Regions from separate parts of the Mus musculus genome. Here regions 1, 2, 3 and 4 are each linked to region 5. A link is a contact called in public HiChIP or PLAC-seq and promoter capture Hi-C data. All regions are on one chromosome and are shown on one strand. The core of a region is the stretch at or near the end of the contact, and the rest is flanking DNA. Distances in the headings are between cores, read along the strand shown.

Evidence for each region. Promoter capture Hi-C pulls out the DNA fragments that hold promoters and counts their contacts. HiChIP or PLAC-seq counts read pairs in DNA pulled down with a chosen protein or histone mark. Capture Hi-C pulls out chosen DNA fragments and counts their contacts.
Region 1: a contact with region 5 is called in a promoter capture Hi-C map of embryonic stem cells, with 2.4 times the contacts expected there. The contact joins the promoter of Dpy19l4 here to the promoter of Fsbp in region 5. A contact is called at or near these places in 3 of 39 promoter capture datasets (the C10 cell line, cranial neural crest and embryonic stem cells), 6 of 115 datasets of contacts at active chromatin or transcription factors (the SCID.adh cell line, cardiomyocytes, embryonic stem cells and 2 more) and 2 of 9 other capture datasets (adipose tissue and pancreatic islet).
Region 2: a contact with region 5 is called in a FOXA1 HiChIP or PLAC-seq map of pancreatic cancer cells. The contact joins the enhancer-like site here to the promoter of Fsbp in region 5. A contact is called at or near these places in 2 of 39 promoter capture datasets (the C10 cell line and cranial neural crest), 2 of 115 datasets of contacts at active chromatin or transcription factors (embryonic basal ganglia and pancreatic cancer cells) and 3 of 9 other capture datasets (adipose tissue, embryonic stem cells and liver).
Region 3: a contact with region 5 is called in a promoter capture Hi-C map of liver. The contact joins the promoter of A630034I12Rik here to the promoter of Fsbp in region 5. A contact is called at or near these places in 3 of 39 promoter capture datasets (the C10 cell line, hematopoietic stem and progenitor cells and pre-B cells), 1 of 115 datasets of contacts at active chromatin or transcription factors (embryonic stem cells) and 2 of 9 other capture datasets (adipose tissue and liver).
Region 4: a contact with region 5 is called in an H3K27ac HiChIP or PLAC-seq map of extraembryonic endoderm stem cells, with 4 times the contacts expected there. The contact joins the enhancer-like site here to the promoter of Fsbp in region 5. A contact is called at or near these places in 12 of 39 promoter capture datasets (the C10 cell line, the HPC-7 cell line, HPC-7-derived erythroid cells and 8 more), 5 of 115 datasets of contacts at active chromatin or transcription factors (differentiating embryonic stem cells, embryonic basal ganglia, epiblast stem cells and 2 more) and 2 of 9 other capture datasets (adipose tissue and liver).

The regions. Positions count from the first base shown.
Region 1 is chr4:11,319,512-11,325,240 of GRCm38.p6, reverse strand. Dpy19l4 (dpy-19-like 4 (C. elegans)) reads left to right here and starts at 3,104. Exons shown (of 19, transcript NM_001081201.2): 1 at 3,104-3,241. The coding sequence starts at 3,226.
Region 2 is chr4:11,989,362-11,995,161 of GRCm38.p6, reverse strand. It overlaps 1700123M08Rik (RIKEN cDNA 1700123M08 gene), which reads right to left. Exons shown (of 5, transcript NR_040577.1): 5 at 867-1,297. Among named protein-coding and RNA genes, the nearest start is that of Gm52722, 3.0 kb to the left of the region's middle. Within about 2 kb of position 4,426, at least 163 of the 459 cell types and tissues checked have an H3K27ac peak or open chromatin away from gene starts, as enhancers often do. A contact at or near this core is called in adipose tissue and pancreatic cancer cells, where this site is marked.
Region 3 is chr4:11,187,456-11,193,405 of GRCm38.p6, reverse strand. A630034I12Rik (a long non-coding RNA gene) reads left to right here and starts at 2,176. Exons shown (of 3, transcript XR_001784240.1): 1 at 2,176-2,261. Ccne2 (cyclin E2) reads right to left here and starts at 1,697. Exons shown (of 12, transcript NM_001282943.1): 1 at 1,591-1,697; 2 at 689-725; 3 at 495-591; 4 at 360-413. The coding sequence starts at 702.
Region 4 is chr4:12,019,219-12,024,442 of GRCm38.p6, reverse strand. No RefSeq gene overlaps it. Among named protein-coding and RNA genes, the nearest start is that of Gm46844, 7.9 kb to the right of the region's middle. Within about 2 kb of position 3,427, at least 9 of the 459 cell types and tissues checked have an H3K27ac peak or open chromatin away from gene starts, as enhancers often do. A contact at or near this core is called in extraembryonic endoderm stem cells, where this site is marked.
Region 5 is chr4:11,576,452-11,582,433 of GRCm38.p6, reverse strand. Fsbp (fibrinogen silencer binding protein) reads right to left here and starts at 2,772. Exons shown (of 2, transcript NM_001256142.1): 1 at 2,327-2,772. The coding sequence starts at 2,700. The region is part of intron 3 of Rad54b (RAD54 homolog B (S. cerevisiae)); the gene reads right to left.

The DNA of each region.
Region 1 (5,729 bases), core at 1,855-4,354, 260 kb after region 5:
TACCTCCTAGGTGCTGTAAGTACAGGCAGGTACTGCTATGCCTGTACCACCTAAGAAAGTTTTGATGCTAGACTGCTTGGTGTTTATATTTTAGTACCAATATTTTTGAATTTTGTTTTACATAACCAGCTAAAAATATCTTTCTAGAAGAGTTTTGAGTGACAAAAATCTGTATTTTAATAAGTTTCAAGGTTTTTAGTATATCCATCTCAAAATATCCTTTCCCATGGACCTGAGCGATGGTGCAGTTGTTTTGAGCACTTTGTGCTGGTGCAGAACGTGCAGGAGTGGTTCTCAGTATTCCTGTGTTGGCTTGCAGTTGTCCATAGCTGCTTCCAGGGGATCTAATACTCTCTTGTGTCTGCCTCAGGCACCAGGGACACACATGCATGCAAAACATTTATATACATAAAAGAAATCTAAAAATGTTTTTAAAATATTTTAATAAAACATATGCTTAATTTCTTATTTTTTATTTTACTTTTAATGAATATAGGTTTTTGCCTTCGTGCTTGGTGTCTGTGGAAGCCAGAATCTTCTGAGGTACTCCTTCAACTTCACTTCTGTCATATTTTAAAAGAAAAGTTCAGAAAACTGGGTGTAACGGCACATGAGTATATGAATGAGTCTTTGCCTCAAAAATAAAGGAAACATGTCAGAACTAGTGACAACTGAGACAAAACTAGCTGTTGAGTCAAGCAACAGTCTTCAGCACAGCACAGTGTGTCCTGCCAGTTTTAAAACCTGGTCACAGTTGATGGTTCCTGGTATTAACAACTTTGCCCAAGACCTTTGAGCACGTGTTAATCTCAAAGATGGAAAGAGAAGGACCACAGACTCAATTCATCATGGCCAAATTAATTAAGGCAAGCAAATAATTATTTCTTTTTTATGTGCATTGTTAATTTGACTTCATGTTTGTCTGGGAGAGGAGTTGGATCCCTGGAACTAGGGTTACAGACAGTTGTAAGCTGCCATGTGGTTGCTGGGAGTTGAACACGGGTCCTCTGGAAGAGCAGCCAGTGCTCTTAACTGCTGAGCCATCTCTCCAGCCCTTGCAAGCAAATAGTTAAAGGAAGATTTTTAAATTCATGTACACAGACCTCTTACCAAGATGTGGCTCAAGAGTTTAGCATTGAATATGAGGAAGACAAAGCTTTTTATAGTTCAGAAGTAGGGGTTTTTCAAATGGGGGATTTAGCAAGCAAAATAGGTGGGGTTACAGGAGCAGAACATCATAGCAAGCTTTTCCTAAGGGCATCCTGAAACAAAGACATGGTTGCAAGGTGAGCATAAAACTGGTAGTTATAACAAGGTAGCCATGACAACCCTTATGAAACGGAAGTAGGGTTGCAAGATGGTTAAAAAAAAAATTGAAACAAAGACATAATTATCATTCCTGGAACAGGCAGTACAAAACCATTTGTAGTTAAGGTCACAGGTTTTATGTGGAGCATAGCCTGATCCTTGAAAAACAAGTTTAATCATAAAGAGGAATGAACCTAATTTGTCATTACTGTGAGACGGCTTTTAAGCCAAAGAGGCTGATTCTTCCAAACCCACCAGAGGTCTCCTAAATGTCTAGTTTTCCCATTTCAGTTAGGCTGGGCCTTTCTGGGTTCTGTCACAGCTTCTAGTCTCAGCTAGACATCCTGTCTCAACTAGATATCCTGTCTCAGCTAGACATCCTGTGCTGGGCCTCTCCAAACCCTAGACATGAACCTAGTGTTGTGGAACATCCTTGTGGTTCCTTGGCTGTGTTGTGCAACCTAAGTGTTGAAACCCTGCCAATGGGAGCTCAAGCGCTGGGCCTCTAATTTTCTCAGCCTCCAGTATCACCAGGGTATACTCTGAGTCCAAGGCAAGGCAGAAAAAGAACTGGTGGCTCTGGCTGAACTCCCAATTAACCAGAAACAAGTGCTCTAACCCCCCCCCCCCCGTCCCTCCTGAATGTAGGATTGGACCCCCAATATCACTAGATCAGGATCCCACAGAATCAGAACAGATCCAGAAACCAGGCATTATAGGAAAAAAAATTAGGAGTTTCTGTGAATTACTATAGGAGGCCTACATAAGAAAGGAAGGAAAGAAGGAAGGAAGGAAAGAAGGAAGGAAGGAAAGAAGGAAGGAAGAAAGAAAAAGAAAGAAAGAAAGAAAGAAAGAAAGAAAGAGAAAGAAAGACAGACAGACAGCTATCCTTTTTTTGAAGTGGCTGTTCACTCATGCTTTTGGGCCAACTGAAGGCGTGCCACAGTGTTCTCAGTATGAGTCATGCACTGCACAACAAAATTAAACTGCATTCTATTGTTATGAAATAATCTCTATACATTCCTCATAGCAGACTATAAAGTACTATTGTGCTTTCTTCCAGAATATTGACATGAGCAAACATTTTGTTCAAGGCAGTTTTCGTGATTGACACGTTGCTCTCTCTTGTGTTTCCTTTTTTATATGATAATAACTTAATTTGCTTATGTAGCTGAGGTTGGCCTTGATAATGAACCTCCTTCCTCTACTTGTCACGGTCTGGGATTACAATAGGGAATAACCTGGTACAAACTTTTTTGTAGCCGCCAAGTGTCTACTAAACCAAACTGTGTATCACTCTTGCCATTGCAGCAGTAGGGAACCTGAGGCAAGTTGAGAGCAGCCTTGGCCATATAGAGAGATCCAGTCTCAAAAACAAACAAGCAAACAAACAAACATCTACTAATCCAAAGGACCTGCCTAGAACGTCTTGCCTGGCTTTGAAATCATCGTAACAAGTCCAGGACTCGTTGCTCTGCAGTTGAAACTCCGTTTTCTGTTTGAAAAATCGGCCGGACATAGGGACTGGATCTGGCCTACAGTCTATGACTTTCTGAGACGGATCCCAGCGTCACGAAAAGCTTGCTCTGGCTCCTGCTTTCCTGTGAGGCTCAGCAAGGAGCGAGGGCGGCGGCGGGGACTCGCTCCTCCCAGGAGCATTGCCATCCCGTGGCCATCGTGGGCATGGCTGAGGCGCTCTAGCGAAACGCTCCGGCCGGGCCCCGCTCCCTGCACTCTGGTTCCCGGAGCGCCTTGGAGGGACCCAGTTGGCGGAGACACCAGAGGGGGGCGGGTCAGGAAGTGGGGGCGCGGCAGCCGGGAGCTGGCCGGGGCGGCCGCGGGGTTTGGATACTCGGAGGTTTGGGAGACTCCGGGCTGCTCGGGAGCCGTAGGGCCACTCGGGTCTCCGCGGAGACGATGGCAAAGGAAGAAGGTGAAGGCTCCGGCGTGTAGCGCGCCAACTGCCGCGGCGGGCTCGGGAGAGGGGCCGGGCCTGACTGCTGGCTGCGGGCCGCGGGGAGCAGGGCGGGCGGGGGCGCGCGCCCCCGAGTTTGCAGTGGAACCGGGCGCGAGCCGAGAAAATGGCCCAAAGTTTCGTCTCCCGAAATAGGACGCAGAAGTGGAACTTAAAGTCAGGAGTCTCGGAAAGGAAGCTGTTGTTGGGTGGCGGGGCTGCGGGTCCGGAGTTGCTCCGCAGTGGAAAGCAGGACGAGCTTGGGTGGGTTCTGGTCCAGGCTGGAAGCTTTGGGTGCAGAATGGGAGGGATCGCACCCCTCGCGGGAAACTGAGGCTGGGATCTGGGATGGACGCGCAGAACCTGACGGAGTTCACTTGTGCTCTAATGGATAACAAATGCCAAAGGGCAGGGGCATGTAAGTGGTTTTAGGGGAGGAGGAGGTCAGTTTTAGGGTTAAAACTAATGGACTGGAGAGAGCTCTGCACGCTCCTCAGGGTCAGTGCCAAGGGAATTTATTGTTTAGCCAGCAATATTTATCCATAGAGGATTTGGACAGTGAGCAAAAGATAGGAAGCGGCAAAAAACTTAGCAGTGTACGATACATAGTGTAAAAAAGTATTGGTGGCATAGTAACTTCATGGGATGTGTATGCACGATTGAGCTCTTGGACTTCATTCGCTCGGATGAACAGTTACATGTTTCATTCTGCTGGAAAGCAGTTTTTATCTTACTGAGTGGAGTTGTGAATGCGACCGTTAGTTATCTGGTTTAGATTTAAGCCGTTGAACCAAGGAGACAAGAAGGGAGTTTGAAGAATTCAATGGAAAGCCATTTTTCAAAAGACTATTAGAAGTACATGCTGACTGGGACTAGATGTCCTGTCCCTGAGGTCATGATTCAGCCATTCCTCCTCTTCCTGCAGCTCTTCGTGTTAAATTTCATGCACATTTAAGATACTACCTAAAACCAGCCTCAAAACAGGTTGCTGGTAAGGAAGAATGTAATTCCTCTTTTTTCTTTAGCTATAGCTATATCTGTGTTTGCAATGTGTTATCATTTGACAAAGATTTTTTTTAAACTTTATTTTTGTGATTAGTTACAAATCTGTGTGGGTAGGTTGATAAACCAGTTTGTCTTTGTGAGCACATTAATACTTAACACAGGAGAAAAATCGCACAGTGCCACTAAAACTTGATATTGTAAATATGCAGAAATTGCATTTAAGATGGAATTATTATACTTAATAACTATGATGTGGACCTTTTTAAAAGGCTATATCATTTTGTAAAAGTAGTTGACTATAAACTGTTAAATGATTTTTGGTTATAGAATTACAGGTAATCTAAAAACATGTGTTTTATTCAGGACAATTACTGGGTGGCAGTTTTATTAAAATAATGGGTCCTTTCAACAAATATTTAATTCCTTGGCTAAGTCTCTATTCTTTTGGGTGCTGGGATATAATAGTCAACAAAGTATAAATATTTATTGTAATGATGTTTGTGATGATAATATTTACAGCAAACACGTCCCGTGTCAGGAATTTCCCCGAATCCCTTCTGTTTACATATCGTGTATTTATTATGTTAAAATTAGGCCAGTCTCTATATTCTTGTTTGAATTCAGGTCAGGTACAGTTTATAGCTTTTGGCTTATTCTCAGGTCCTTCAGGAGCCTCTTTGTTGTCCAGCTGTCCCTGGAAGTAAATGTTCTTCCAGACGCCTCTCCTGTACTGTGTGTGCAATGGTGCTTGCATTGATGCTTCCTGAAACAGACACAGGCTTTGAGGAGAACAGTGTTAACATTTCTCTTGGACCCTTTCTAGTCTACATGGACATCTGGAAGCCTGTTTGTAGCTCTGTTGGCTCATGTGCCTATGATGGGACTAGAGATTGAAGTAGCAAGGTTATTCTTGTGGATATGTAGTCATCATTTAGTTTGGCTTTTTCCTTCTCTTCTCTCTCTCTCTTTCTCTCGCTCGCTTTCATTTCCTTTGGTTTTTTGAGACAGGGTTTCTCTGTGCAGCCCTGGCTGTCCTGGAAGTGAACCTGTAGACCAGGCTGTCCTCTGCTGGAATTAAAGGCATGTACCACCCAGGACTTAATAAGCTCTGTTGCCTAACTATATCATCACCATAACATTACTTTTGTCTTTCAGTTGTGAAGTTCGATGAACAATGATAGAGATGAGGTGAGAAGTTTGCACTCAATTAGCTTCTGGTTTTTAGGGCCAGGCAAAAATGACAAAGTAGATAAATTGGCTAAAATACATGCGGTCTTTGTCCGGTCTTACTATGTAGCTCTGGCTAGCCTGGAACTGGCTTTGGAGGCCTTGAGCTCACAGAGACCTGCCTGCCTGAGTGCTGAGATCATAGCAGTAAGTCACCAGACCCAGCTCAGGTTGTACTGTTATTGCTGCTAAAATTTAATGCAACTAAACTTGACATTAAAAATGAATGATTTTT
Region 2 (5,800 bases), core at 3,177-5,676, 410 kb before region 5:
GGAGGGGAGGGGAGAAGGGAGGGGGGAGGGGAGGGGAGGGGAGGGGAGGGGGGAGGGGAGGGGGGAGAGGAGGGGAGGGGAGGGGAGGGGGGGAGAGAAAGGGAGAGACAAAGAGATTTTAAGTTTTCTGAGGCTGGGAAGTTACAAACAAGATGGGGTTTGAAACTTGGAGGGAATGGAAAAGTTACCTTAGAACTAGACCTGAACAAAACAGGAAAGTAGTGTGCACAAGGATCTGAAGCCCTGTGACTCTAGTTAGGGACACGGAGGGAGCAAGGGGACAAAGACCAGATGGTTGTGTGTGTGACCGGAAGAAGAGAAGTGCTCATAGAGCATGCAGTGTTAGGGCTCCAAGTATGCATGGCTAAGTCCTGAAAGCTACAGAAGGCCCAGTTTCTACTCTGCTCATGAGCAAGCAAGTTCCCTGTGGCTGCCCAGAGTCACCAGGTCTCTGCAGTGGTGGCAGAAACACTGTGGGAAGACTATCACAGAGAACACGGAAACAGTGCAGAGCTAGCCTCTCCATGGCTTTCTACCTGTTGCTGGGCACTGGGTGGGGAGAAGACACGGAAATAGTTTGGACCTTGATGTCTTGATGACATTTTCTAGGCACAGGGCAATGGTTCTTTTTATTTTTTAGTTTATCTCAAACTGTGCCTAGGAAACTACTGGTCCTCACCAGCCTTATAATGGATGCAAACACTGGCATTTATCAGCAAACTCATACCACAGCATTCCAGAAAGAACACTGAAAGTGTTCCAGTTACAGTGGCCATATATGTGATTTCTAAATTAACATTTGAACTGATCAAACACCCCTCTGCAAACATTTGAGTGGGGTGGAAGGAGCCTGATTACTTGTTGTTCTGAAGCAAGCAAATGCACAAAGCGCATCTTTATTGAGCCAACTTGATGTGGCATCATTACTTCTCGGACAGTCACCTCCTTCTTGAGCATCAATTGTTGCCAAGGGTTCTTGATTCATCCAACCTTGTATTCACTCACAACAGCTTTACCAAGGTAATGTATCAGTGTAAGTCCTGTTTTCTATTCTACCTGACTCCATATCGATGCCCAGCTCACTCACTGTGCCAAACAACAAAATCTGAGACTCAAGCCCTGGCCTAAGAGTCTGAAGACTGGGGGTCCAGAGACTACTGGTCCACAAACTGTAGCCATGGCTCCTTTACTTGTCTCTGGCCTTGCACAGACAACGTTTGTCTCTTCTCCAGGCTCTTGAATGTCTCATGTCCAGTGCCTTGGAACATTCCAGACTTGACCTTGAAAGCAGCTGTTACTGTGGGTAAAACAGACAGAAATGATCAATGCGATTGCTCTCGTTCTCTCATGCAGCCATCAACAAACAGCTAGTGAGTCGTTTCTAAAAGGAATGCCCAGGGAGGTACACGCTTGAGAAGTCCTATATAATAAAAGTTTGAACCGAGACTATGCAGGCGGTTCTCAAGGGCTGCCTTCCTCCTTGCATGATCTTTTGGTGGAATCTGTGTCCTCATAGCACCCACGCTCACTGGCTTTAATCTTGCACATCTCTCTAGCAATTGCCTGGTGCTTCTTTGCTCATTCTAAATGTGTAACGAAGTAATCTGCGACTGCACTGCTCTCTCCCCTCCCTCTTGCTCCTCACCTTCACCATCTGCCCGCTTATTTGCGTTTCAACCTTTGTTTTCTGTACAGCTGGCACTGTGCTCAAGGGTGTGGCTACAGAAGATGAGGGGCACTGTCATTGTCCCAGTGCACATGGTCTTCAGGAATAAAACACAGCACAGAAAAGAGCTTAGTATGAGGAGAGCAGTTACTTGGCTTTGAATCTCGACTTTCTTATGGCCTTGAGGCAAATGACTTTACCTCTCTCCTCTGAACCAGTTTCCTTATCAGTGCAATAGGGTTCTTCATGATTTCTTCCCTCTACAGTTCTTACAAGGATAATGCTAGGTAAGAGGATAGTACATTGTCTAACAATGGGGTGGATTTCCTGTTATTATTGTAACACAAAGAGCTCAAGAAGGTGCTTTGGAACCCATGGGCACTGTTTTCAACTCAGGCCAGAGAGGGAAACAATGTTTGGAAAGGTTTCCTGCAACAGAAGAATGGCCTAAGATGAGACTTGAAGTTTAATTAGCAACTAGCTAAAAGGAAAGGGAGAGAGGAAGGTTATGCTAAAGGTACTTAGGGGAACTGTCCTGGGACAGCAGAAGCCTCAGAAGGACTTCACAGAACAGCGGAAGACTCAGACTGGCTTCCTTGGAAGGTCTCTCTGGAAGCAGATAGATGGCAAAGTGGAGGAGAAACCAGAAAATGGCGAAAGGGAGGTGTTGGCTTTGATGGCTTTATTTTTAGTCTCTCTCTGTATCTGTCTGTCTGTCTGCCACCCATGTGCATGTGTACATAATGAGGGTTATGTATGCTATAACATGTACTTGGAAGTAAGAGAACGAATCCATAGTTTGTTCTCTCCTCCTACCTTTACCAGAATTCTGGAGATCAAACTCAGGTCACCATGAGGTTGCTGGCATGGCAAGCAATCTTACCCACTGAGCTATCTCACTGGTCCTGTGACAGTTAATTTAGTGTGTCAATTGACTGGGCCAGCCAGTGAGCTGTCCAGATAATTGGACAACTCTGCAAGAATGTTTCCAAGTGGGGTTAACATGTGACTCCGTAGAGGTGAAGCAAGCTGTCCCCCACCCCAGTGCAGATGACTCTACTCCATCAGCTAGTTGGAGACCTGAATAGAACAAAAGGAATGAATAAGAAGAACTCTTTCCTTTTGCTTGATTGTCTCCAAATTGGGTGCAACTCTTCTGCCTGTTGACTCTGACTTAGTTCTGAGCTTATACTATCCATTCTCTTGGTACTCTGGCCTTTGGCTGCACCACTGAGTCTCCTGGGTCTGGAACAGCAGTCTCCAACATCAGAAGACATGAACACATTACCATTCTGTCTCCTTGTACTTCAGGATAACCCTCATGCACTGGAGTAAACTAATGCCGCCTCCTGTCTAGCTAAGTTGCCTTTCCAACAAGTATCTAGGCAGACCAGGAACTCCCTTGAGACCCTTCTAGTCCCTGCTTCTCCATGATCCACAATCCGTATCTTAGAACTACAGACCTTTTGAAATTTGCATTCAGCATCTGGTTTGACTTTCTTCTTTTTCTTAGTCCCCTCTTTACCACTATCACCATGCTAAAGACACCCCATCCCTCAGACATTTGTACCTCTTGCACCAACCATCTCCATTCTCTGCTGTGCCCTTCCCCATTCTCTCTCTGGCTGGATAAGTGCTAGCAAGCATTTGAAATCCATCTTAAGTGTCACTTCATCAACATGTCCATCCCCAAAGTTATACAGCCCCAGTTATGCTCCATTCTGTATGAAAGAGTGTTCTCCATTGTGGCAGGAATGAATCTTTTCATGGCACCTATTTCTATCACTAGATAGAAGGCTTCACAGTTTCAGCTTTGGACCCCAGGGATCTAGCAAATAAGAGGAATTCGGGCCCTGAGTGCTGGAATTCTGAATATAAGTAGGAACATGAAGGTGTGGTAAAAAGATGCAAGGCACAAAGGAAACAGATTGAAGCTGTACTACATCCCCCAAGGCAGACTTCTCTTTAGATGTTGTCCTACTTAGGGTTTTACTGATATGATAAAATATGATGACCAAATGCAATTTGGGGAAGGAACGTGTCTATTGTATCACAGTCCATCACTGAGAGAAGTCAGGGCAGGAACCTAGAAGCAGAAAGTAAATAAAGCAGAGGCCATGAAGGAATGGGCCTTGCTGAGGCCCACCTGTCCAGGGATGGTGTCACCCTTACTGGGCTACTCCTCAGCAATCTAACCAATGTCCCACAGATTTGCCTCAAAGTCAGTCTAATGGATACATTTTCTCAACTGAGGTTCCTTCTTCTCAGATGACCCTGGGTTGTATCAAGTCAACAAAAACTAAGCAGCAGAGATGTCTTGTTTAGTAAACATGTTGTCTTTCCTAGCAACCATATACACTGTGGCCTTGTTTTCATAAAATTTATTTTTGTAAAAGTTCTTATCAGTTTCTAACTGGGCTTTGTTGTGTGACTTTTCCTCGTGAGAGGTCTGCAATGTTCATTCATTCCAGATACGGTGCCAATGAGTGATCAAAGAAAGGATTTTACCAAGGTCTATGTTGACCCAGTCAGTTTATTGGGGTTATCCACAGGGGTAGGGGTGGCACACAAGCAGCCACAGCATTGAAAAGATCACCCCAGCATGGGTGATGACTCAGGAAAAGTGTATCCCTGAGAGCCCCCTGCCCAACATGCTGCAGCTGCACTGAAAAAAAGAGTCTTACAGGCCTCCACCCAGCCCTCACCCCACCCCAGCAATATCAACTTGGGAAGGAGTCTCACAAATCTTGTAACTTTCCAAGCCTTCCGCGTCCTCTGAGCCACTCCCCATTTCCTCCAGGAAGGGAAGTTTCAATCTGGAGGAAACAGTTACACTGAAAGGCCTGAAGAGCCTTGCGTGATTTCATACTGGAGAAAGTTCCAGAACATACGTATTCTGCCTGGTACTTCTAGGTTCATTGATTCCCATGATATCAGTATCCATTGATGGCATGGTTTAATGTGAAATTAACATTTTAAACAGGATAGAAGTTCAAGAGAATATTCTCTGCTCTTTTTTTTCAATGATGACTAAACACACACTCAGGGTTTTGAAAGTCAAGCTCTGTAGCTCATACAGTGTGAAAACCATAGAGTAGTTAGTCATGTTTTGTAATGAAGCTTGGCAAAATCTAATGCGAAGATTAAAAGGGAAAACAGATTTATTTTTGGCAGTTGACAGTTTAGGCCTGGTGAGTTTCTTATCCTGACTCCTATTAAGCAAGAGGAGAAAACACCTAAATATAGGATCTTAAGAATGAAACTCCAGAGGGGATAACAAAAGTTGGTTTCATTATGTTAAAAGCAATGCAAAGACCAGAAAAGAAAGTGCTTGACACCATTAGACCGTACAGGCAGTTGGCCTTGATGTTTTGCTGCTGAGCAACTGGGGAAATGAGTTATTTCCACTGTGGCCCAAAGCTGCAGGTTTCTCCTATGACTCATCCATTAAAAAGCTTGGTATGAGGAAGGGCTTTGAAGCCTTGTGGCCTCTCTCTGTTAACCCATCGGTGTAAAGCCAGGCTGGACTTCAGCAGGAGTTTTGTGGGTCAGTTTTATTGGGACACTCTGAGGTTTGAGGTCAAGTGATTTCATCCTTCATTTTAAAAAATACATAATTGCAATTTTGTATGTACACATGGATAGCCACAACACCTTCAGACCAATTCTTATTCTCCATTCTGCAGGCTAATGTAAACATGACCACCTTAACTTTGGGGAACAGTGAACACAGACTTTTCTTTTTCTCCTCTGAGTTAAATGAAGAGATATATGCAAACTGCCTAGCTCAATGCCTCACACATACTCCTTGTTCCCACAGTAGCAGCTAATGAAGGTGTGCTGTTATTAGCATTAATGATATGCGTTGGGTAGATAGCTGGCTAGAAGTCAGAGACCCAGTATGCAAAGTGGCTCAATGAGTCTTTATGCAAAGACTTGGCTTATGCCATTGTAAACCTGTGTTTACTCACCTATTACTTAATCTACTTTCACTTCCTTCCAACTTTCTAACTTCAGCCCTTTTAACCCCGTGAACGTAGTGATCAACACAGGGGGTGCTCATAGCTCCATGCCCCAGGCTTCTTCATTGCTCCTGACATTGTCTTCAGCCAGAGCAGGTCTTATGTCTGGCCT
Region 3 (5,950 bases), core at 927-3,426, 390 kb after region 5:
AATTACCATCTCCAAGTAAACACATAGGAAGGGATCCCAAAGCCGGGTTGCCAAACTGACAGTGATCTCACATCCTTTTTATGCCACTCATTAGCTATTAGGGCCCTCCACTGTAGTCTGAAAATGAACAAAGAGCAGTATATAGGCAGACCTAGTATACCAGCCAGCTCCAAAAGGGAGGGATTTACCAAAGGGAACCAGCTGCTTCTAAGCCATCTACACTGCAGCTGTAGGACTCAGGCTTATATGAACCTCCTTCAAGTTCACCTCTAAAGTATCAGAATCTTCCCACTATAAGGCAATAACACATGATTCCACTCTTATTCTTCCCCAGCCCACCCTGTCCAGTTCTGCATTACCCTAATCTCATACTGATGCTTCTTGGTGATCTCCTCTTTTCTTTTTTTGACATCCTGAAGAATAGAAAAGAACATGTAAACTAAGGTTTCAGCAAGGAATATTTTTCCCTTTCTCCCTCTTTTTCCTTAAATCACCTGTGCTGTTTTTCTCTTCTTGGCCTGAATTATCTGGGTTTCTTGCGGAGAGTCTGGCTGGTTGGGCTGGGCATGTTGCTTAGCTTGTAAACGGCTACTGTGATGAATTGTAGAAAGGAAGCTTAATTAGTACGTCATATATTTCAAAAGCAGCAGCTAATTTTGAAACATGTCTCCAAGACTAACACTGTTACCTGCGTCTTGACATTCTCTTCAAGGACTATGAAACCTCTAAATAGGGGAGAAGAAAAACAAAATCAAGAACATAGTCATCCATAATCTTCAAGTTCCAAATTAAAACTGATTCAGAAGTTACCAACTAACGTTACTAGAAGGTGGCCTAAACCTTTAAAAATAAAACACTGCACTATTTTCTGAAATACACTCGCTATCTCAGTAATTTTACATTCATGCTTTCATTTCCTTAACTGTACACTGGGAACGCGAGTGCGTTCAGGAATTTGCAAAGTCCCCTAGCACCCTTAGATGATCATCTGGGCCATTCATGCACTCCCCAGGACAACCAGGGTGGGAAAGGCACGTCCTGGCCTCGGCCGCCAGGCGCCTGGACGAGCCTCCAAGAGCGGGCTGTGGAGAAGCCGGTTCCGCGCCAATTTGGAGAGCGGCTGTGGCGGGGAAGCAGGGGGTGGAGGGAACCTTCTGGTGTCACGTCCTCCAGGCTCCTTTCCCTCCTTCCCAGCCCCACCCGGCGGGCAGTGTCGCTTGCAGGGGTGACGGGACCCCAATTCCAGAAGAGCAGAAGGAAAGGGGGGGGGGAATTAAAGGAGAAAACCGTGCTTAAGAATCTCTCCGTGAAGTGATCCCACCTTAATCCTCTCGCGCGGGAGACCTTCCCCAAGTGAGGATGGACAGAGAAGCTCCCAGAGAAGCTTTGCCGTGGCCTCTCATTTGGGGACACACTCCATCCCCTGCCTCTGCTTGGCCTCCTGACAAGAATCCTGACAGGGACCAACCTCGGGAACCCCTGAATTCCAGTCTCCTACTTCTTGTCCCACCCCCGCCCCCCATTTTTCCTCTCCCATGGCTCCCGCCAGACGTGGTTCCCTTAGCTCCCGCATGCCCCTGTCCCCAATACCTCCTCACCGCCAGACCCTCCACAGCTCGGCTCAGCTGGCGCCGGCGCCAACTCAATATATAGGCCGGGCCCGGACCGCCCCGCACGCATGCGCCGCAGACTGACACCTCGGCCGGCGCCTTCCCCTCCCCCACCCGCGCCCGCCCAGCTCGCCCGCGCGCGCCGCGCCCTGCCCTCAGTGCGCGCGGACGGGCTGGCGGGCGGGCGGGCGCCGAGTGGCCGTACGGCTGCCCTCCTGGACCGTGCTCCTCCGCCCCTCTCGGCGCTTCACCTGCGCGCGCCGCGGCTGCACGGCTCAGAGGCTCCTCCCCCATGCTGGTTGCCCACCACAGGCTCCCGCACGCCTTCCAGTTCGCGCCGGGCCCCCTCACGGTGGCTCTTAGATCTCGGAGTGTCAGGCTACGGTTCGGCTCCGCGTTTTGGCAGAGGCCTTGGGAGGGCTGGGGTGGGGAACCCCAAGTCTCCTCAGAGGCACGGGGAGCGGGAGCCTAGGGCCCACCCCTCCGGGAGGAGCCGGCCAATGGCAGGAGAGGACGGCAGCACAACGTGGAGCGGCCGCAGAATGTAAACACGCCGGAGCGCGCCGCCCGCCACGTGCGGAGCCGGAGCCATCCGCCGGGCGACGAGCGGGCGGCGGCGCACAGGAAGGTGCCTCAGCGCGGCCGGACGAGGTACGTGGGAGCCTTGTCCCCGCGCGCCGCCGAGCGGCCACTCCGCTCTTGCCTACGGCTCCCTCCCAGAGCCCGCGCGGGAAATATTGGCGCCGCGCGCTGCCTTTCTCCTCAGACGCCTGTTCCGGGCGCTGACCACCTCTCGGGACTCCAGCGGGCGCCCTCCCCGTCCGCACGCACGAGCGCCGAGGCTCTGGGGACCTGGCCGGAGAGCAGGACGGTCCGCACCACGTGCGCGCCCGGGCCGCGCCGCGCCGCGCCGCGCCCCGCCCCGGCCCTGCCCGGCAGCCAGCGCGCCCTGCGGAGCCCGCGCGAACTGCCTGCGCGGGAGCGCCTCCCGCCTGCGAGCGCTGCCGGGACGTGGCGGGCCGCCCCGCGCCGCTCCTAAGCCCCGGGCTCCGACTACCTCTCGGCGCCCTGCGCACCCTCAGGCCGGGCTTGCGGGTGACACGGCACACACAGTCCCGTGGCGCGACGCCGCTTGGGGAACAAAGACCACCCCCAGGCCGCGGAAGCGCAGGAAGGGCTCCCGCAGGCCGGCGGTCCCGCGCTTAGCCATCCTGGTCCGGAGTGAGCCGGTGCGAGGGCGCCAAGGACAGCGGCCGCGCGGCCCGGCCCTTCCCGAGATGCACCTGGAGGCCTCCGGCCGCGGTGGGCCTTTTGTGCCACGCTGTGGTTAAGAGCCCAGGAAGGCCCTCGTCACACTTCCCGGGTCTTCGCATGGTCCTTCACACCGGCTAAAGCTTACTTTCCCAGCTTTACACGTAGACAGGATCAGAGGAGACCCAGTGCCTTGTCTAGGCCTAAGGAGCGTTCACCCAACCCATAATTGCTTATCAAGACTGGGGGGGGGGGGGGGAGTTACCTCCCTTTGCTGGAGCTGTCGTCTTGTACAGCTTGAGATCTAACCCGTTATGGCAAGAAAGCAGAGGTGTGTTATCTGAGTGGAAGTAAAACTGATGGCCTACAGCCCCGCTCCATAGTGACTTCAAGACCAGCCTAGATTATGTGAGACACTGTCCTAAAAGTGCCAACTGGTGGCCTATGTAGGTGAACTTGGCCAGGATACACTGAAAACGAGGGCTGTCGTTTACATGGGATTGGTCTTAAGTATCATAAGTCCAACCGCATAAGTTAGTGTACGTACGTCATTAAAAATGTACTGTGGGCATATCTAAGTATTACGTGAACAGAGTAGCCATAGGAAAAGCAAAATTAGAATGATTGAATCAACGAAAACTAAGATAGCAAGCTGGCAGTGGTGGTGCACACCTTTAAGATCAGAACTCAGATGGCAGAAGCAAGGGACCTCTTAAGTTTGAGGCCAGCCTCTGCTATAGAGTGAGTTCCAGGACAGCCAAGGCTAGGCAGCAAAACCCTGTCTTGAAAAACCAAAAATAAATTAAAAAGTAAAACAAGGTACTTACAAGCCTTTATACATTCAGAATGGGAAGTATGGTATGTTTTCACATGTAGAACCTACAGCTCAGTGGTAGAGCACTTGGCCTATCATGGGTTTGATCCTCAGCACTTGGAAGGCGAGACATGAAATAGGGGACTATTTGTAAAGTAGATAGTGGGAGGCAAATATGATCAAACTTTTATGCAGGCATAAAATGTTAAAATGAAACCTTTCTATATAGCTAATACATACTGATAAACATCAAATTTGAAAATGTACAGAGACTCCATATTGACCAATCATAGAGTTGATTAATAAATACAAGCTATTTTTGCTCTTCCTCCTCAACAGAAGTTAAGAAACAAATTTAGCCGTTTGTGGTGCTGTACACAGGCCTTTAATCCTAGCAGTCAGAAGGCAGAGGTGATGGATCTCTGTAAATGTGAGGTTAGTCTGGTCTACATAGCAAGATCCATGTTAGATATTTCCTTAAAAGCATCATGTTACATATTTACTTGTTCATATAACATATATATTAATGATTTATTTATTTTATATATATGAGTACACTGTCACTATCTTCAGACACATTAGAAGAGGGCATCAGATCCCATTACAGATGGTTGTGAGCCACCATGTGGTTGCTGGAAATTGAACTCAGGACCTCTGGAAGAGCAGCCAGTGCTCTTAACCTTTGAGCCATCTTTCTAACACCAATTGTTCATCTTTTTAAGTTTGCCTTTAGTGACCCCCACCCCCCCAGTCATTCCAGCTTTACATTTACTTGCTTTAAGATATAAAATTCTGACAGGTGTGGTGACTCACACTTTTAATGACAGCACTTGGGAAGCAGAATAGGTGGAACATAGTTGGTTCTAGAAAGCCAGGCTATGTAGAAAGACCCTGTCTCAAAAAAGTATAAAATGTCTTTATGCACTTAGGAAATTTGGCATTTTCAGAAGAGTCTACTGTACATGTCCTAAAATTTGTGGCCAGTAAACTTAACCTCTACAGCATTTTTTGAAGTAGTTATTTTGATTATTTCCATATTCGTTTTCAGGAAGGAAAAAAATAAGTTCCCAAAAGCCAGGGGTTTTATCTGTTGTCTTGGTTACTGACAAGCTGAGGCTGGGTTGTTTGAGTCCAGGCTCCAAGGCTAATCTAGGCAAGATAATAAAATCCTGTTTCTTTAAAATAAAGTTAAACCCAGCTGACATACTTCTTGTCTCTGGGTCTTTGCTGTGCCTTCTCTTTGTAGACCTTTCAGATTCCTTATTTTTGTACACTATAGTTCTGTCCTCTAAATAAGACAATAGTTACCTATTTAAGGACTGAGCCTAGAGCCTCTTGCATAAATGCTGAACTGCTTAGCTGGAATCCTGGCTACTCTTTCAGTTTTTGCTTTTTGAGATTGAGAAGAGGTTGCTTAGACTGGCCTTGACTTTGCAACTCTCCTTCCTCAGCTTGTAACATGGCTGGGGTACTACACACCTGCATTACCAGGGACCAGATTTTTTTTTTAAACTGATAGTTGATTGAAAAATATATTCTAACGAGTAGGCTGTTAGATACAAATATGTTAAGAATGTATGAGACAGCTGGGCATGGTGGTGCATGATTGAGTTTAAGACCATCCTGGACTACAGAGTGAGATCCAGGACAGCCAGGCTACACAGAGAAACGCTATCTCAACAACTAAAGACAACAACCACAAGAGAATATATGAGACAAAAATGATGTGTGAAGTAATCTGTTTTCTGAAAAGCCAAGAAATAACTAGAATAGTAGCAAAGGTAAGAGGCTGGTATCTTAACCTCTTGGAGCTTCTAGCCCAGTCCCTTTTTATATCTTACTTTGACACAAGGTCTCATTAAGTTGCCTAGGCTAGCCTAAAACTCACTCCATAACCCATGCAGATCTTGAATTTGGAACCCTGCCTTACCCTCTAAAGTAGGTAGAACTTCGGGCCTGTGCCACCAGACCTGGCTTCTCTCTGAGGAAAGGTTTATAATCTGTAAACCAGAAATATGGAAGCTGGATAACTTTTGAAATTAAGAGCTTTTCATATGTTCTGAAAGAGCATAAACGAGTGTATGGCATGCCATGTTTCTTGACATCCCAGCAGGGGGCCTGAAGTAATGTACCTACAGCCAAATATAACATTTAATTTAAAAAAAAAATTGTGTGTGTGTGTGTGAGTAAGAGACAAGGGATGTGTATGTACAGAAGCCAGAGGTAGAAATTAGATGTCTTCCTCAATTGCTTTCCACTTTAGGTTTTGAAATAA
Region 4 (5,224 bases), core at 2,178-4,677, 440 kb before region 5:
TCTTCAGAAAAGGGAGGCCTCCCACGGATATCAACCAAACATGGCATATCAAGTTGCAGTAAAACAAGACACCTCCTCTCGTATTAAGGCGATTGAGGCAACCAGACTAAGGAAAAGGTTCCCAAAGACAGGCAAAAGAGTCAGAAAAGAAGGAGTAGCACATGAAGACCGAGCTACACAGCTCTAACATATATATGCAGAGGGCCTAGGTCAGTCTCGTGCAGGCTCCATGATTGTCAGTTCAGCCTCTGTGAGCTCCTATGGACCCAGGTTAGTTGATTCTGTAGGTTTTCTTGTGGTGTCCTTAGCCCCTCTGGCTCCTACAATCCTTCCTGCCTGGCTTCTACAGGATTCTCCAAGCTCCTCTTACTGTTTGTCTGTGGGTCTCTGCATCTGTTTCCATCCGCTGCTAGATGAAACCTCTCTGATGCCAAATGCACCGGGCACCAACCTATTAATATAGCAGAACATCATTAGGAAACTCTTACTGTATACTAACCATTTAAAAGAGCAGTACAGTCCATGAGAATAAGATCTCTATGGTGCATTTACACGTTGTTCTCAGAAGGTGGCACAAGAGAGTCTCCTTGGGCTCCTGGAAAGGCCTACTCTGATGCATCTAGAAGCCCCTCTCCCCGGCCTCCTTTCTCAACTTCTGCCTTTTTATCCCTTGTTATCTCCCTCATTTTCTCTCCTTCCAAGTTCCTCTTCAGACCTGTGGCTCAAATTATGAGATTTCCCATTAATTCTGGTTTGTCCTATAATGGAGCTGGGGAAAGGAAGCAGGAAAGTGGTTCTTCCTAAAATGACCCTTCCCCCATAAGTGTTTGCATATCTCCTCTATTGTGTACCAAGGCACACCCTATTTAGAGAGCAGTAACCCCAAATATGTGATATGTGTTGCCCTTTATTTAAGAAATGCTAATTTGTTTAATTCATAAACTAACACACACACTCTCTCTCCCTCTCTCTCTTTCTCTCTCTCTCTCTCTCTCTCTCTGTGTGTGTGTGTGTGTGTGTGTGTGTGTGTGTGTGTGTGTGTGCGCGCGCACGCAAGCATGCACTTGCATGAATATTGTATGGTATTAGCATGCACATATGTACCTATGTGTGGAGGCTAGTGTCTTCCTCAGTCACTTCCCACCATGTTTTTATGACAGTCTGGGAACTCACTGAGCAATCCCAGGCAGGTTTACAAGCCCCATGGGCCTTGTCTCCTCGGGGCTGGGATTACAGTCACACGATGCCACATTGGCTTCTTATGTGCATGCTCAGCGTCTGAGCTCAGTCCTTATGCTTGCCTCCCAAGCACTTTATCAACTGAGCCATCTTCCCAGTCTCCAATCCACAAGCATTTGATGAGTTTATTTCCTTTAATAAAGTCTGAGAATGACCATTTAGCTAAAACTTTATACTTATATCAATTATATACGAATTGAAAAGGCATATGCATTTTAAAAGATATATTTTTAAGCAGAACAACCTCCTTATCCAGTATTATTAAATGTCGTCGTATTCTACAGAGCCAACTGCTGAAGAGGATAATGGCTGAGGCAGCATATGGATTGGCCAAGCTATCTTCCAGCCTGTGATTTTCTCAGTAACTGGAGACTTGAATCCTCAGAACTACACTTAGCTTCTATTTCTCCTTCTCTTTTCCAATTATTAAACTGAAAACTATTTTTCCACAGTACTTACAGCTTTTGACAGAATTTGTTTCAATCTTCTGGTTTGAGCAGAAATGAGAATTCTTCAAATAGGTACTGAGCATGCCACCACACATTAGCCAGCAGAGACACCCAAAGTGATACTTTTAGATTTCGGACTTGAGCCTTGAAGAAGCTCTTCGCAGGATCCAGCTCATTCTGTTTGAGTGCTTCCTCCCTGGTCCCATTTACTCATAGTGCAGAAAAGCTTATTACAAAGAATTTCTTTGGGTTTTTCCAATTTACCATATACTAATTACAAACCATTTTTTCACTTAATGTATTACATTTTATGTTGTATAGTATACATTCTTTATTGTTATAATAAACTTTATTCCATAGTTGGAAAAAAAAGATGTATTTTAAGTCAGATGACACATACTACCAAATAGCTTTCTGTAAAGTTTGTACCAAATGACATCCCAAACAATAATGTCCAGTAGTGTCCCTCACCATCAAGAATAACTTGTCTAGTAGACTGTAGTATCTCACTGAGGTAATAATGTATATTTCCCTAAAGTATATGTCTTTAAGTAATAGGGAAGTGAGAAGTGGTTTGATCTTGTATATTTTAATAATGAATAATTTCAAAGTGTATATTTCTCTTAGTAAAATAATAATAACATTTTAAAATCCTTTAGACTAATTCTGAGATCATCATAGACTAGGAGACACCAAGGTCTTAAATTCAGTCTTAGAACCACAGGCCACAGATATTCACAAGTAAAAAGAGACACGATCACTTAAGTATCTTTATTATTTTATAGCCAAAAATACTTAAGGTCTAGTTATTAAGGGAAATGTATTCCATGAGAGCCATGGTAGTAGAATCAAACAGAAAATGAGGTTTATCTTATAGTCTTATGTGTCTTCAACTTAATCACTATTTTGTAATATATGCTTTGTAATAGGTGGCACAACACTATCACACACACACAAACACATTCACACACTCACAGACACACTGACTTAAATACAAACACAGACAGAGAACATCAGAAAAGATTTTGTTCAGGGAACTAATACACAAAAGTAGGAGATTAATATTAACGAACAACTTCGGTAAGATGCAGAGCATTAATTCTGAGAATATATAAATGAAGTGAAATGAATAAAAGATGTTGATAACATTCAAGTTTATAGAAATGGCATACAATGGAAAAGGGTAAGAAAAAAGTCTTTCATGGGTGAGATGATAAGATGCTTTCACATTCTGAAGAAAACTCACACAGAGTCATCGCTATCTGCTCTTCCCGTTTATCTGAACCTGGCTGTGTAATGGGAGAGGAAGTGCATGTGCCACGGAGTTCCTCCCTGTGGCCTTGAGAACTGACAGAGTCAGTGGACCCAGGGGCACCAGGTTGAGATGAAGCAATATATTCCATCAATGATCACTCAATACAGCTTATTCTAAACCAGGTTCTATGGAAGATCTACTACCATCAAGGACAAGGTCTCTACCTCCTGGAAAAGTTCATCTATCAGACAAGAAAGACAAGTAACAGCAGGATGATATGAGCTGTGACCATCTCATCAGAACCATTGTTGATCAGTCCTTGGGTATTGTCAGCGCCGAAAAAGCTAGGAGTAGAGTGAGGTCAGATGCCAGAGAAAGCAAGCAACAACTTTGCCTGGGGACACAATCCTGGCTTGGGGCTGAGGTCTGATAACTGTCCCTAGATAGAGTGAGTGAGGCAGCAGGGCTGGCTGGCAAGCTGGAGCAAGAAAGAGCCTCAAGGACAAATGTGAAGTCAGAAGTGGGAGGAGTCAGGGAGAGTCAATGCAAAGACATGATAAAGGTGAAAGAACCAGACTAGAAGAGTTTGTAGAAGAACAATTCGAATCTGTTATGAGAAGGGATGTTCTTTTTTTTTTTTTTTTTTTTTTTTTTTTTTTTTTTTCGAGACAGGGTTTCTCTGTATAGCCCTGGCTGTCCTGGAACTCACTTTGTAGACCAGGCTGGCCTCGAACTCAGAAATCCACCTGCCTCTGCCTCCCAAGTGCTGGGATTAAAGGCGTGCACCACCACGCCCTGTGAGAAGGGATGTTCTTGAAGACTTATTGACCAGTCCCAGAAAAAATTTCATGCTGATCTTAAGGACTTTATTATCTAACCATGTATCTAACTAAAGAGGCAGATACTTATGGTGCTGTGGGAAAGAGTTGGTCATCAACTGATATTTCTAAGGCTTCATAGAGAAAGGAACAGCTTGGGTTCTGGTCTGCCTCTGGATAGAAGAGGAAAGGGACATGGTGTAAGATGAGCCTTCTGGCTAGGGATACTGTTGCTGTGATGAAACAGCAGGGTGACTAAAAGCAGCTTGAGGAGGAAAGGGTTTATTTAACTTATACATCTTGAGTCTATTGAGGAATGTCAAGGCAAGAATTCAAACCAGCAGGCAGGAGCTGATGCAGAGGTGATGAAGGACTGCTGCTTACTGGCTTGCTCCTCATGGCCTGCTCAGCCTGCTTTGTCTGTTTGCTTGTTTGTTTGTTTGCTTTAAAGATATATATATATATATATATATATATATATATATATATATATATACTGTTGCTGACTTCAGACACACCAGAAGAGGGCATTGGATTCCATTACAGATGGTTGTGAGCCACCATGTGTTTGTTAGGAATTGAACTCAAGTCCTCTGAAAGAGCAGTCAGTGCTCTTAACCACTGAGCCACTTCTCCAGCCTGAGCCTGCTCTTATTATAGAGCCCAGGACCACCAGCACAGGTATGGCACGCCTCTCACATCAATCACTAATGAGAAAATGTGCTACCACAATGGTTCTCAACCTTCCAAATGCTGCAACCCTTTAATACAGTTCCTCAGGTTGTAGCAATCCCAACTACAAGATTATTTTGTTACTACTTCATGACTGTAATTTTGCTACTGTTATAAGTTGTAGTGAAAATGTCTGGTATACAGGATATCTGATATGCAACCCCCAGAGGGATAGAGACTCACAGGCTGAAAACTGCTGCCCTACAGGCTTGTCTTACAGCCCAACCTTATTTTTTCAATTGAGTTTCTATCCTCTCAGATGACTTAAAATAGCCAGCACAATGAGACTGTTAAATTGTTACCAACATCCAACAGTACAGAGCATTTCTGCATCGTGTGCATTCTCTTGTTAAGGCCCAGGACGACACCAGGGGGTACAGTGCATTGATAGCTTTACTCTGCAGATTAAGAAGCTGAGGCCGAGAGAGCTCGCATAACTGATCCAAGGTTTCATGCTAGAATGCAAGCTCTGCCTCAAGCTGAACTCTAAAGCCAGGAAGAAGCTCTAAGGCACAGTTATAAAATTTTCTCCAGACTGAAAGCATTGGATTTCTGAAGACAATGGTGATACAGGCTTGGTGGTGTGGCTCAGTGTCATCCACACATACAGAGTCTTCAGAATTGGATTCAAATCTCAGCTCTTTGTATCTTTGCAATACTATTTGGTCAGTATGATAACTTAAGGCTCAGTTTCCTGTTCTAGATTAGAATAATGACATTATCATCTTGTT
Region 5 (5,982 bases), core at 1,523-4,022:
AAGATAAACAGAAGTAAAAATTTCTACAAACTAAAACTATAAATAAATTTAGAGGATCAAAAAGATTATAAAACATAAACTACTATCTAGTTTTTGAGACATAAAATTTTTTGAAAGGGGGCTGGAGAGATGGCTCAGTGGTTAAGAACATCGACTGCTTTTCCAGAGTTCCTGAGTTCAATTCCCAGCAACCACATGATGGTTCATAACCATCTATAATGGGATCCAATGCCCTCTTCTGAAGTGTCTGAAGACAGCTACAGTGGACTCACATAAATAAAATAAATATAATTTTTAAAAATCATTCTAAGTTGTAAAGTTAGAAAATATTAAAATAGATATTTTTTTAAAATATATAACGTGCAGGAAAATTTCCTAGTAGAGTGTCTAATCAAGTTAATAGTAATATTTGTATAAAAATATAATCAAATAGATTTTAAAACTTCTGGGGATAATTAGGATTTGAGATTCTCTCAGCTAAATAAATACATAGCTGAGATAAATAAATAAATTTATTAAATGAATGAGCTAGCAAAAAATATCAATGTAGATACTAATATAAGTGGCATTTTTTTTATATTCTTCCTTTTTAAAACCTAATAAAGAGTGCTATTTCAACAACAGATCTAGAAATATACAAATCAGCTAGCTCATTTCTACCAGAGAAATGTTGGTGTGTCAAAAGCTTGTGTGTGTGTGTATGTGTGTGAGTATGTGTGTGTGTGTGTGTCTCACAGAGAGAAACAGAGAAGCAGAGAGAGAGATGTTGATCAGAATTAAGCAGGTACCTACTCATGTGCTCTTCTGTATTCACTGTATATTTTAAATGTCATCAACTAAAATCACAGTATCTATGTATCATTTCCAAATTACAAAAATCTAAATTTAATACCCAAAAGGTATAGTTTTATACCAGTAAAACAAAAGTCATTTCTCTTCAGGCTATTTTTGAAAAGAGCAAAATTTAAAACAAGTAGTCCAGTGTCAAACGCTTTTACTGTGGAGATTACCCATCCAATAGATTACCCAATAGAATCTCATTGCCATCACAGTGAAAATTTCTCGCAGTGGTCGAAAGAATTAACCCCCTGCACAGCCATGTCCTGAATTCCCAGATGCAGTGCTTTTTTAAAAAAAAAAAAAATCACATAAAAATAAGCAGTATAGGGTAAAACACTAAAAAATATCTTTTAATGTTACCAAAACAACAGACAGTTTCAGCTAAAATGTTTTCTCCCCTAACTTCAAAAAGTCCCACAGGTAGTCAGCAATTTTGCTTATCTAACGCCTCTCCTAGAGCAGCAAAGCACTTGAGTCTTTGTTTGAAAGGGCCTTCAACTAATAGAGCTTGCAGTTTGTGTAAAGTACCCTAAGTCAGTCAGTAGAAAGGAAAGGAGCTGCCATTTTTATCTTATGTCAAGAATTAAATTTAAATTGATCACAGGTAACAGCTTTTAAAATTTTTAGGCAAACAATCATACCTAACGCAAACTGTTTTCAATCCCTATTTCAGTTGCCCTTATTAAATGTGAGTCTTATAAGTTACAGAGGGCAGTATGAGAAAGTTTACCTTCCCTATGAGCCAATGTCAGAGTGGAACTAGACCATTAGCCAATTACACTTTACTCTGTTATGTAACTGGAACCCCTTAGCTAGCTATTAAGCTCCTTTCGTCAATGTGTCTGTCTTACCAACTTCAAACACACTAGAGAAACAAAACAGTCTTCACTTAGAATCAATCATGTTATCTATCAAGGAAGTTTTGTTACTTTAGTGCATATTCAGGAAATATACACAGTAATAATTCATAAAAAAACAAAGTCCCCATTTGCTCCCAAAACTACTAACTTCATATAACTTTTATGTAAAAAAATTTTTTTTTAATTTCAATGACATGTAATCTTTAAAAAGAATAATTTCTCACAGAAGCAAGTAATCTAATTTTAAGGCTTACAAGTTTATGAGATATAATCAAAGTATATAATAAATGTGTAAAAATGTCATAGTAAAACCCATTACTTTATACACTCTACGCTATGAAGGCTTTAAAGTTCACTTAGTGATGTCACAGCTTCATCCCATCAATTCTGCCTTAACTTTTACTTGTGGAATCGGCAGGATGGAGGGAAAGCAGCTGCAAGCTGTCCTAACAGAGAACTCCTCAGAGCTTTACTTTTTTTTTTTTTTTTTAAGAAAGCAAAACAAAGACACTGTTCACGGCTCCCCTTGTGGGGACGCTCGCTATGCACATGTCTAGCACAGCTAAGCCAGAGCCCAAGAGATAGGAGGCGCCATAATTCCCACAACAAAATAAAATAAGGCTTACCTCTGTATGTGGCTCCTGTCTCTTATGAGGCCGAAGCTGGCAATCTGGGGAATCATTTCCATGACTTGCTTGGTGGGCTCCGAAACACTGCTTTTAAACTCAGACTGGGCCTCCTTTTGCTGCAATAGCTCCTGTTTGGCATATTCTTTGAGCCTTTTGTAAAGGCTGCGTAGGCCCTGAGCTGTGCGAGGAGGGCGGTCTACTCCAATCGCATTATAGTTAACTGCTATGACATCCCAACATCTATTCTTTTCCACTATTACTGAATTTTTATTAGTGTGCTCTTCGAGAATTTTCACATATGGCTTCACAAGGTTTAGCAAATCAAGCTTTTCAGATAAGGTAAAATTGGAAGATCTAGCCTTTCCTACCATTGTTCTTTTGGAATTAAGTAGGCCGTTTCTGAAACCACCATGCAGCCTTCAGCTCTGCTCAGCTCTTTTCACAAACAGAAAGATCAGGCTTAACTAGGCTAGCCTCATTTAGGCCCACGCCTACAGGGGAGGGCTTATTAAAATTCCTCCAGCTTAAGCTGACTTACGCAGGTTCAGGAAAGCCGCTTAAGCCAAGCCTGACCTACATAAAGCTAGCTTCTCACAGAAGGCAGGAGAGCACAAGCAAAACACACTTGTGTATACAGGGAGCAGCTCCAGATAGGATTTAATGCACAAAGGTCTGGAGATAAGCAGGAACCACAGCTTAAAATGAGCTAATTTAGTGAGAATATCACATTTCCACGCATGTATGCTGGCAGAGGGGCTGAAACAGCACCGCAGTCACTTTAATAAAAACAAAAGAGGAACTGTTCTGTGTTATTTGTTTACAAATCTAGTAGACCGAAAAACACAAGACACCAGGCAGGGGTGAACGTGGCGGTTCCTGACAAAGCTCTAATCACTGCCTCTGAGCTGGGTGTTCTCCCTTACAGACTCTGCATACTGCTGGTCCTGCTGTCAATCAGGAATTGCATAGCCTCTAGCTAGTTAGGTTACACCAGCTCAGACTGCAGGAAAGCTAAGCTTCCTCGTCGTCTCCAGCGGATAGTATCCTCTGCATAATTGTGTTATTCAAGGACAAGTGTTTACTGAATACTAGATATAAAACCCAGATAAAAATATTCGCTATTACTCTACCTGTATCGTACGTAAATATGCTATCCTGCTTTATCATGTGTAAAAATTAATGGTGAGAAATGGCATGATCATGTACAAACAAAATCGTGTTTCTATTAAAGCAATGTCTTGTTTATCTTAATCACACCACATGGACTATGAAAAGGAACACCTAATCTAGCTATGAGTTTTCCTGTTTAATGCTAGTCTGAAGCACGTGATCATCATGAAAACAAAGCAAGCTCATTTCCTCCCGGTGTGCTTGTCCAGATAGGGGATTACCTGGAACGGATGAAAGACGTGAGGTGCAGCAAGTGCTTAACACGTTCAAGGCCCCAGCTTTAATCTCCAGCGCCTCAAAACTAAAGAAATAGTAAAGAAAACGCAACTTGAACATGTTTGATTCAGGCAAAGACCGGCAAGACAGCTCATCTGGTGAAAGCATGCTGCCAAGGCCCACAGCCTGCCCTTGATCCCTAGGCTCACATGGTGGAAGGCAAAACCAACTCCCAAAGCCGCGGCCGCATGCAACTAAGCAAGTGCTGTTTAGGAGGTAAGAGCAACTCTGTACAACAGTTAAGCAAACCTACACCAATGGTCCTGACCACAGCTCAAGACCCCAAATATAAAGGTGCATCTAGACACAGCCGCTTGGTAGAAAGCAGGAGTGCACAGAAATGCTACAAAGATGTCTCCTGGTGCAGGAGGTCTTTATGATTGCTGGCCACATGCTGGACCCCTGATCTACAACTCAGCCCCTAAAGTTATTTACTTTGTTTTCATTTCTTTAACCAAGAAGCAAACTAAACTTACTGAATCCTCACTTTGTTGGAGCTGTTTGCTATTGATTTGAGACAGTCTCCCTGTATAGCTCAAATTCTCAATGTAGCCCAGGCTAGCCTCCAACTCATGATTACCCTGAGTACTAGACAATAAACATGTACAAACAGGATCAATGAGCCTAGCAAAATGCTGCAAGCTTTAAATGTATTATCTCTTCAAAAAGTAAAACGAACATGTGGAAATCCTTTTGGGGTACCGCTTGGCAGGAGTCTGACATTGGCCAAGGACAAGGAAACGGGCTTCAGGCAGGAATCTGATACTAGGGCATAATAAGGAAGTAAATTTCCACAAGAATCTAACTTTAGGCTGTAAAAGGGGAGTAGGTTAAGGCAGGAATTTTAGTCTTAGGGTGGAACTAGGCTTCAGGCAAGATTTTGGGCTTGGACGAGGAAGTGGGCTCAAGTATTTTGGTCATTATGACAAGCCCTTTTTAACAACTAACTTGGGAGTAATCACTTCACTTGCTGCTTTGTTAGTAGTTCCTTATGGTGCTGCTTGCCGAAAATACTTGCATGTAATTAAAATGGTATAAAAAGTGGGTTAGAAAATAAAAATTTGCCTTCAGTCTCAGAATAGACTGGGGTCACACTACAATGTTGTCTAACTGTCTTTTTTCTTTTTAATCCTCACTCCTGTACTGGAGAACCTGTTGACTGACTGAGCAGGCCTGGACACAAACAAACAAAGGAATAGAAGCTGGGTGTAGTGCTTACATGCCCAGGGATGCGGAGAGCACAAGTTCAAGGCTAAACTGGGCTATATATAACAAGACCTTGCATCAAGAGACAACATGGGCTACTGAAACGACTCAGACAATAACGTACCTGTCATTCAAGCATGAAAACCAGAGTTCAGCTCCCCACCACCCAAATAAGCAAGCTTTTAATCCTAGCAGAGGCAGGCAGATCTCCATGAGTTTGAGGCCAGTTGCAGGACAGCCAAGGGCTACATAAAGAAATTTTGTCTTTAAAAGCAAAACAAAACAAAAAACTGGATAGGCATGGCAACCTACCTCTAATCCCTAAATTCAGGAAGTAAAGACAGGGGATTCCCAGGGTAACTGGCTAGCTTAGATTAGCCCAATCTGAGAATTCGAGGTTTAGTCAGAGACCTTGTCTCAGTAAATAAAGCAGAGATCAATAATGGAAGAAGACAGACCACCAATTCTAACCTCTGTACACATGCAGGCACACACACAGGTTCCCTAAGTAAATATGAATGTACAGCATGGAATGTACACACGCAAAAAGAAAAGGAAAGCAGATTTCTAAATATTAACATAGTACATTTAAAAAGAATGCATTAGACAAAAATATATAGTCTGTAATTCCTATTGTGCTGATACTTGGGAGCCAACACAGATACTCCTAAAGTACAGTACTTACCTATGAGTTCTGTGAAATAAAGGGCAATCTCAGAACAGAATTCCTTCTCTCATCCCTATGGACAAGCAGGCATTTCTCCACACATCTGCACCATACTTTCTATATCTCCCCTGTTTTCTCACTGTTAGGAACATAATTTTGTGCAGCTTGGAATAATGTAGTGTTTGCAAGACAGGAGCCAATGAGAGGCAGCTCAAATGTGTGCCAAACCCAAAGCAGGTGTTGATATGCTAATTAGCTAGGTAAGGGGTGGCAGTGATAGGCTAATGATCCCTGACTACAGGAAAGGAATGCCCAATCTAGCAGTGACCCTAGG